3 separate regions of the Mus musculus genome follow, and all the other regions are linked to region 2. The links are chromatin contacts, called in public promoter capture Hi-C maps. All regions are on one chromosome and are shown on one strand. The core of a region is the stretch at or near the end of the contact, and the rest is flanking DNA. Distances in the headings are between cores, read along the strand shown. Region 1 has its middle 24 kb from the start of Slc22a8. Region 2 holds the start of Plaat5 (phospholipase A and acyltransferase 5). Region 3 has its middle 93 kb from the start of Slc22a30.

Region 1 (2,700 bases), core at 180-2,679, 960 kb after region 2:
AGGCCTCCAAGAACACAGACCTAAATGTGACCAGCTGGCCCCCAGTCTCCATTCACTGCCTGAGGTAAATGCTCAGATCAGTGGAACCTTCTGGACTCAAACCCATGGAATGTCCAACAAGATTTCCAGAAAAAGTCATTGCTACATCTTTCCGGGGTGTTACAGAAATGTGCTGGCACATACGTTAATAATTTAATAATACTAATTAATTTAATATTAAATTTAATATAACATTTAATAATTTAATAATAAGCACAGCTGTCATGGAGTTCATACCATGGTCATTCTCAATAATTTTAAAACATCTCACTGCCAGACAGTAGTGGCACATGCCTTTAGTCTCAGCACTTGAGAGGCAGAGGCAGACGGATCTCTATAAGTTCAAGGCCAGCCTGGTCTAGAAAGCAACTTCCAAGACAGCCAAGCCTACACAGGAGAGAGAGAGGCAGAAGTGGGCAGATCTCTATGTGTGTGAGGCCAACCTAATCCTCATAGCAGGTTTCAGGTGAGCCAGACCCTGTGTCAAAAAAAAACAAAACAAAACAAAACAAAACAAACAAACAAAAAAACAAAAAAAAATTTTTGTGTGTGCCAGGCAGTGGTGACCCACACCTTTAATCCCAGCACTTGGGAGGCAGAGGCAGGCAGATTTCTGAGTTCGAGGCCAGCCTGGTCTACAAAGTGAGTTCCAGGACAGCCAGGACTACACAGAGAAAAACCACCCTGTCTTGAAAAACCAAACAAAAAAAAAAAAAAGAAAAGAAAAGAAAAGAAAAAAAACAAAAAAAAATATTTTTGTGTGTCTATAATCCCCAAGGACTGGAGAGGCCGGGTAAAAGGATCACCAGTTTAAGAACAGCATGAGTTACGTAGTGAAAGTTAAAATACGGAGAGAGGAAAAAAGAAAGGGGAGGGAAGGGGAGAAAGAGGGAGAAGGAGAGGGAGATAGGGAAAGGGAGAGAGGGGAGAAGGAGAGAGGAGGAGGGGAAAAGAGGGGAGAGGGAGAGGGAGAGGGAGAGGGAGGAGAAACACGCGAAACAAGAATAGGAAGAAAAAAAAAAAAAAAATACTGATTCTCCCTGCAATATCCAGAAGAACCAACACCCCTCACATACCCAACCTAACCACAGCCCTTCATCTGAAAGGAAGGGTCCTTAGCAGTATCGGTAATACTGTAACAGACATTCAGGAAATACTATTTACAAAGGAGTCTTGTCCCACACATATAGCTTTTCCACTCTGCTGATCAAGCTCCCTGTATTTGTTGTCACCTGACTTTCTTCCCAGGTGCAGCTATCCCAGGGCTGCGACCCCTTCGGTTCATTTAATCAGTTAGAGAAGCCACAATTCCATACTTCCACACGATGTCACTGTCGAGCTAGTCTGGCGGGGCTGCGGGGGTGAAGGTGGGGGGCACCTAGCCGCTGCTGGGCACAAAATTTGCGCTCTGGCCCTCCTCAGCGTCCAGTACAATGCAAGAAGCTGTCCTCTCTCGCGCTCCCCTGAACCCTACACACCGATACAGAGATTGGGCAGAAGCGGGGACGAGGGGAGTGAGGCTGGCTGGCTATGCAGCCTCTTGAACTACTTGCTTCTCCTGAACTACCCAGAGAGTCAACCTCAGTCTGTTAATTCCTCGCCTCAACTTTTGTCCCAGAGGGAACACCTCCCATCTCTTTCTGAGGAAGGCTGACCTGCTGGTCGAAGGGTGGCCGGCCCTTCCCTGGAGACCACATTAGACACAGGGGCCCATGGGACCTTAGCGGGTCTTGAAGGAAACGTCATGCCATTTCTTTCTACAGAAAAGATGACACAAAAATATGCATCTCTGGAAGGTGCACACACCACTTACCGGGGAAATACAAGTTAAAGGGGCAATCTCCTGGCAACCCAGAAAGCCTCCTGCAAAAGTGGAAGGAAGGGAAATCCCAAATAACTACTAAAGCAGAATGTAACATTCAGCAAGCTACCAAGAGACTGCAAAGAGAAAAAAACTCTCCCCATTTATTGTAGCCAAGCAGAAAGTGCCCCCATTCGAAACACTGTAGATGGAAGGGTGGATGGGTGGATGATGGACAGATGGACAGATAACAAAGAAAACCCTGACTTCACAGAAAGTCTATCCAAGTCTGGTAATTGTACTGGCCACCTATGTTTAATGCCCTTATTCAGATGAAAACCCCCTTTTCCCTGTGAATAAGACCAAAAGTAGGTAGGAAGGTAATCTGGAGCAAGGCCCAACTGAGGTTAGGCTAGGACACTGGCAGAAACTGGGTCATAGGGCACTGAAGTCCTTGCTGGTTAAATTTCAAAGAGATGCTTCAGGAGGTCTTGTGAAAACACTTTAGGGGAGGAAAACTGGAAGAAGGACTTAGTTTGCTTCTGAAAGGATTTACAACCATTAGCAAGAGGCAGGTGAGTCTCTGAAATACCAGACTCTACTCTAAGAGGGAGCTGGGGAAAGCTTTTGGCTTCTTCTCAACAGAGACAACTAAACTGTTTTCTCTCCTTAAGTTGGTTTGGGACTGCCCCCACACAGCCTTCCCCTCCCCTTTCCTGGAGGACCAGGAGCATGAGAGGACAAAGGTGAACTCGGGAGGAACCACACCAACCATAGCACCACTGCTCCCTGGAAATCTGTCCCCGATTAAGCTAGGCCTTTGTCAAGCTGGCTGGAACATGCTGGAGGAGAAACAAATA
Region 2 (2,700 bases), core at 115-2,614:
CAACCACATGGTGGCTCAAAACCACCCGTAAAGAGATCTGACTCCCTCTTCTGGAGTGTCTGAAGACAGCTACAGTGCACTTACATATAATAAATAAATAAATCTTTAAAAAAAAAATGAAGCTTCAATCATGAAAAAACCCCAAGGTATTAGGTTTGCAAAAGGGGGTTTGGAAAAATAGTTAAAAGGTAAGAGGATATCAATGGCTAGAGAAAGTATTTTATTCAACCGCAAAGAAGGACTTTTCATTGTTTGTAGGAACATGGAAGGAAAGGGGGATCATGTTTATCAAACTATGCCAGACTCAGAAAGACAAGTAGCATGCATGCTGTCATGCGTGGACTTTGGGAATAATAATTGTAAGGCCAGGAATGTCTGAGGGGGGCTGTGAAGGATGTGGAGAGAAATTGAGGTGAGATGATTTTGAGGGAAGGAGACTTGAATAGTGAAGTTGACCAAAGCACATCAAACACATAAATGGAAAGTACATGACTTTGTAGAGTGCAAGTTTGCGTGGATAGAGTCACTGTATGTACGCAGTCCTGAGACTGAAAATGGGGATCCCTTGAGCTCAGGAGTTCAAGGCCTGCCTGCCCAGCAGAGCGAGGTCCCATAGTAAAAAACTAAGGAAAAGACAAAGGACACATTAGACTGTGGAGACAAAGGACACATTAGACTCAGGGAGGAGGGAGAAGATGGATGGAAAGCAGGGGACGTAGGTGGGGCTTGTGTACTGGGTGTGTTCCCATCTTTGTGTAAACATTGTATATTTATTTGGCTTTCATTTCAAAAAGATTTATTTAATGTGCATATGTGTTGTCCACATATGTCTGTATACCATGTGCACGCCTAGAGCTAGTGGAGGCCAGAAGAGGGCGTCAGATTCTCTGGAACTGGGTTTATAGACCTTTGTGAGTCGCCAGGTGAGCGCTGGAAGCCTAGTCTGAGTTCTCTGCAAGAGCAACAGATGCTCTGAACCCTAGCCATCACTCCAGCTCCCGTGTTTCGCTTTTGTGTCTCATGCTAGCGGAGGCTTGCCTGGATGTCACTGTGTAGAGAAATTGAAATTCCCAGCCTTTATAATCCGGTCTCAAAGCCCTCGGTGTGTTTGGTTAGTCAGTAACTCTCGACTTCTCCAGCGGCCTCAGGTGCTGCCTCTGGGACTTTGGGACCGCGTCTTTGCGTGACTCATGAATGACCTAACTCCTGCGTGGAGCGCCTGCCTTTCCGTTGAGTTGCTGGGGCGCCTTCCTCCGCGCCAGTGTCTACGCATACGCTTACTGCACAGTTGCAGCGGCCCACACCCCACCCGCTCCCGCGCGCGCCCTCATTCCGCGCGTCCCGCCCCACGCGCTCTCGCCGCCGTTTGACACGCGCTCCCTGGAGGCGACGCCCCACCTCTCTCACCTCCGTTCCAGCCCCGCTGGCCCCAGTGCCCATGATCCCGGGGCTAGGCGGACCCTGGTCCGCACCTCCCTGCAGGCGCGTTGTCCCTGCTGGCCCCAGCGGGATGGGCCTGAGCCCAGCAGCCAGCGGGGAGTTCGGGATCCGCCTTTCCAGGGTCCCATGGCCACGCCCCACGCAGATCTCGAAGACCTCAAGTACAGAGTCAAGTGACACCCAATCTGCAACTGGACAGTCAACTGTACCCCACTCAGGTCTGCCCCAGGAGTCCCAGGAGTAGGGTCTCTCCCTCGAGATCTTTGAGGGTAATTCCCAGCGGTTGGCCCCTGCCAGAAATGGTTTGGCAGTTGCTTGCGTCTAGACAGCCCCCATACAAATTTTATGGAGGGCAAAGCAGGAACCGACACAGTTCTAATTCTTATTTTATACACACACACACACACACACACACACACACACACACACACACAGATATAATTTTTTTTTGAGACAGGGTTTTGCTATGTAGCCCTGGCTGGCCGCAAACTCTTACTATGTAGATCAGGTTGGCCTGGAACTCACAGAAATGCGTCTGCCTCTCTGCCTTCAGAGTGGTGGGATTAGAGGCATTCACCACCACACCTGGCTTTAGACACCATTCTAAATCAGAACATGCAGCCCACTTTTGACTCGAGTTGGTCTTTCATGGGGCTCCCTCCTTCCCCCATAGAAGGCAGCTGTGTATTAAATCACACCCCTTCCCTCCTGAACTAGACTCAGCGAGTTCTCAAGCGCTGTTGGTCCAGTTCTTGCCGAAGCAACTCAAGCAAGACCGCCGATTAGAACAGGCCCGAAGCTTTCAGCAGGGGTAAGAGTCTTACTATGAGGACTGGGGCTTTGGGTACCAGAAGCATTTTTGAAGATCTTATTTAGATGCTAGTTCTGCAGAACACCATACCCACCCCCTAACCTGCCTCCTCCAGATGGTTTCTGCCAAGGACAAACTAGTGAGTAGCGCCTGCTGGGTAAGATTGAACTAGGCTGCAGACCTGATGACTGTTGGCGTATCTTGTGGAAGTTTTTACCCACAAGACCACTCTCCAGACTCATCAAAGTTGAGTGAGTTTGTAGGAGTACAAACCAGTGAAAAATTTAGGAGGTTTGTGCCTGGGCATTAGGTTGGGGCAAGGAGAGGAGGTTTGAGGCGTTTTGCATTTTATTATACTCTATTATGTACCGTCTTCTCTCCTTTTAAGATCAGTGTGTATCACTCACTGATAGAGATTTGAAAAGAATAATGTGCAAATTAGAAAATAA
Region 3 (2,700 bases), core at 109-2,608, 890 kb after region 2:
GCTTTTTAAACCTTATGGGACATAAAACATTAGAGACCATGTAATCTGACTTAGAAAGATTAGTCACAAGAAAGAGTTATAGTGATTCTTCTCCCTCCCTCATTGTGACCAGTTATTCTAACTCAATCTTGGACTGGTCTAGTAATAATTCCAGTATTAGAGAATCCTAGGGAAGATAGCTAAAATCTTAATTACCTAGCAAAGTTAATTTGGAGCACAGCCTCCACTCCCAGAGAAGCTGCAGCCTTTCTGCAATTCTCAAAGTCACCTCCCCCACACCAGGAGGTCTAAGTCTAAGCCTGATCGTTGCTAATTTGCAATTGAAGGGTGTACCTGTACTTTCCCAAAGAAGCTTTTGTACTGTTGCTTTTCACTGTCTTGACTTTGTTTTTCAAGTAGGTCAGTCAACACCCTTCAGCCTGACTGCAGCAAGTGTGCATCCTTGCCTCCAACAGCACAGGTGGCAGTTATTAATCTTCACCAAGAAGCATTCTAAGTACATATTGTGGCTTTGGTCTGAATTGGAAATAAGGTTTGCTATGAGGGCCGGACAGTCTAAGACGGGCACCCAGTTGGAATCATATCAATCTAGACAGAGGTACATGCCAAGAGGCTGTGGTTTATTAATAATACACCACAGAGCCATGTAAAAGATTGGAGGCAAAGGTTAATTTCTTAGAAGTAGTAGTCTTAACAATAGGGCAGGACATATCATATATTAAGGCTAGAAAGGCAGAAATTTCAGATATTAGCAATAGTCACTTGGACACTTGGAACATTGATGAATTGGCCAGAGATTTAAAAAATAACCTAAGTGCATTGAATCCTCTGGATTGGGTTCAATATATATTCCTACTTGCTATTATTATTGGCACTATTTTATTAGTAAATCGTTGTGTTTACACTCATCTTTAGAGCACTCCTGAGACCTGTAGCTACGATGAGGCGGGACTTTCTGGAACTTCGGCAGAAATATATTAAGAAAGGGGGAGTATGCTATGCACACTCCAGTGAAGTTTGTTTCACAGGCCGAGAGGCCTGGGAGCACTCACGAGGCAAAGAGTTTCACAGAAACTCACCTCCTGGAACTTTGCGTTCTCATAACCTGTATATTCTTACCCTATCCCTGTGTTAGTCTAGTGTATGGATCCATGTGCTCTCTTTTAGTATTATCTTATTATAAGTGCCTTTTAAAATTGAATTCTGACATAACTAAGCCTTCGCCAATGTTCCAACGTCCTAGAAAGACCTTGAAGCTGACAAACTTGGAATTCAGTAGGAATTCAGTAAGGAAGTTACCTATTCAGTAACTAATTAAGCATTACAAAGGACCAAGCAGGAATAGCTCAGGGCTAGTCTGCAGAGTGTTTACTTGAGGCTGTAACCAGTCTTACCCAAACACAATGGCCTAATGAATAGGTGGGTTTACCATGAAAAAAGTTAGGGAATCCCACTGAGACAGGTTTCTTCACTAGGCCCAAAGAAATCAGGCAGAACTATAGAGCATAAATGAATTTTATGCCTCCATCCAGCTTTTTTTTTTTAATATTAATAACAGGGAGGAAATTGTAACCTCCCCCAAACCTGAAGCAGGCTGAGTCAGACCTTGACCTTTTCTGCCACTAAGGAGATTACCTAAGATGGAGGCTTCCTAGATCATTCTATTGTTCAGCCACTGTCCTGTTCCTCTTCAAGATACTGCTACCTGGCTCTGAGGCGGCACCATTTTCGACTCCAGACAACCGGCCACCTTCCTGGTCAGAGCACAGGTGTCCACCCGAGAGGCTTCTGCCTCAGCTTCCACGGGAGCCACCTTGGTTCCAGGACTCCGCAGCGGGCAGCCTGCAGGTGGGAGTGTGGAACACAGAGGCCAGCAGCTCCTGGGACAGGCGAGAGCCACAGAGCATCTGAGGCAGCGCCATTTCCGGCTCCAAACAACCGACCACCTTCCTGGTGAGAGCACAGGGGTCCGCCCGGCCCGAGAGGCTTCTTTCTGCCTCACGTTCTGCGGGGGCCACCTTGGTTCCCGGACTCCGCAGCGGGTGGTCTGCAGGTGAGAGTGTGGAACACAGAGGCCAGCAGCTTCTGGAATGGGCGAGAACCACAGAGCCTCTGAAGCGGTGCCATTTTCGGCTCCAGGCAACCTGGCACCTTCCTGGTAAGAGCACAGGTGTCCACCGGGCCCGAGAGGCTTCTACCTCACGTCCCGCGGGGGCCACCTTGGTTCCCGGACTCTGCGGCGGGCAGTCTGCAGGCCAAAGAAACACAGCTTCTGGGAAAGATCCTGTTTTGGGCCTTCATCTTCGGCCAGGAGGAGGTCCAAACACCAGATAACTGTGCACCTCCCTGAAAGAGGAGACCTTGCCTGCAGAGACTGTTCTGACCACTGAAACTCAGGGAAGAGAGCTAGTCTCCCTGGTCTGCTGATGTAGGGTAACAAAATCACCACAGGAACAATCTCTAAACAGAGACAACTATAACAACTAACTCCAGAGATTACCAGAGGGCGAAAGGTAAACGTAAGAATCTTACTAACAGAAACCAGGACCACTCACCATCATCAGAATCCAGCACTCCCACTTCACCCAGTCCAGGGCACCCCAACACACCTGGAAAGCTAGACCTGGATTTAAAAGCATATCTCATGATGATGGTAGAGGACATCAAGAAGGACTTAAATAACTCACTTAAAGAAATACA

The links. Promoter capture Hi-C pulls out the DNA fragments that hold promoters and counts their contacts.
Region 1: a contact with region 2 is called in a promoter capture Hi-C map of hippocampal neurons, with 4 times the contacts expected there. A contact is called at or near these places in 16 of 39 promoter capture datasets (the 3T3-L1 cell line, the C10 cell line, HPC-7-derived erythroid cells and 9 more), 2 of 130 datasets of targeted methods (embryonic stem cells and neural tube) and 3 of 9 other capture datasets (embryonic stem cells, liver and macrophages).
Region 3: a promoter capture Hi-C map of embryonic stem cells shows a contact between it and region 2, with 4 times the contacts expected there. A contact is called at or near these places in 7 of 39 promoter capture datasets (the HPC-7 cell line, cranial neural crest, embryonic stem cells and 2 more) and 1 of 9 other capture datasets (embryonic stem cells).

What each region holds. Positions count from the first base shown.
Region 1 is chr19:8,568,267-8,570,966 of GRCm38.p6, forward strand. No RefSeq gene overlaps it. Among named protein-coding and RNA genes, the nearest start is that of Slc22a8, 24 kb to the right of the region's middle.
Region 2 is chr19:7,611,173-7,613,872 of GRCm38.p6, forward strand. It overlaps Plaat5 (phospholipase A and acyltransferase 5), which reads left to right and starts at 1,365. Exons shown (of 6, transcript NM_025731.3): 1 at 1,365-1,658; 2 at 2,158-2,251. The coding sequence starts at 1,511.
Region 3 is chr19:8,496,388-8,499,087 of GRCm38.p6, forward strand. No RefSeq gene overlaps it. Among named protein-coding and RNA genes, the nearest start is that of Slc22a30, 93 kb to the left of the region's middle.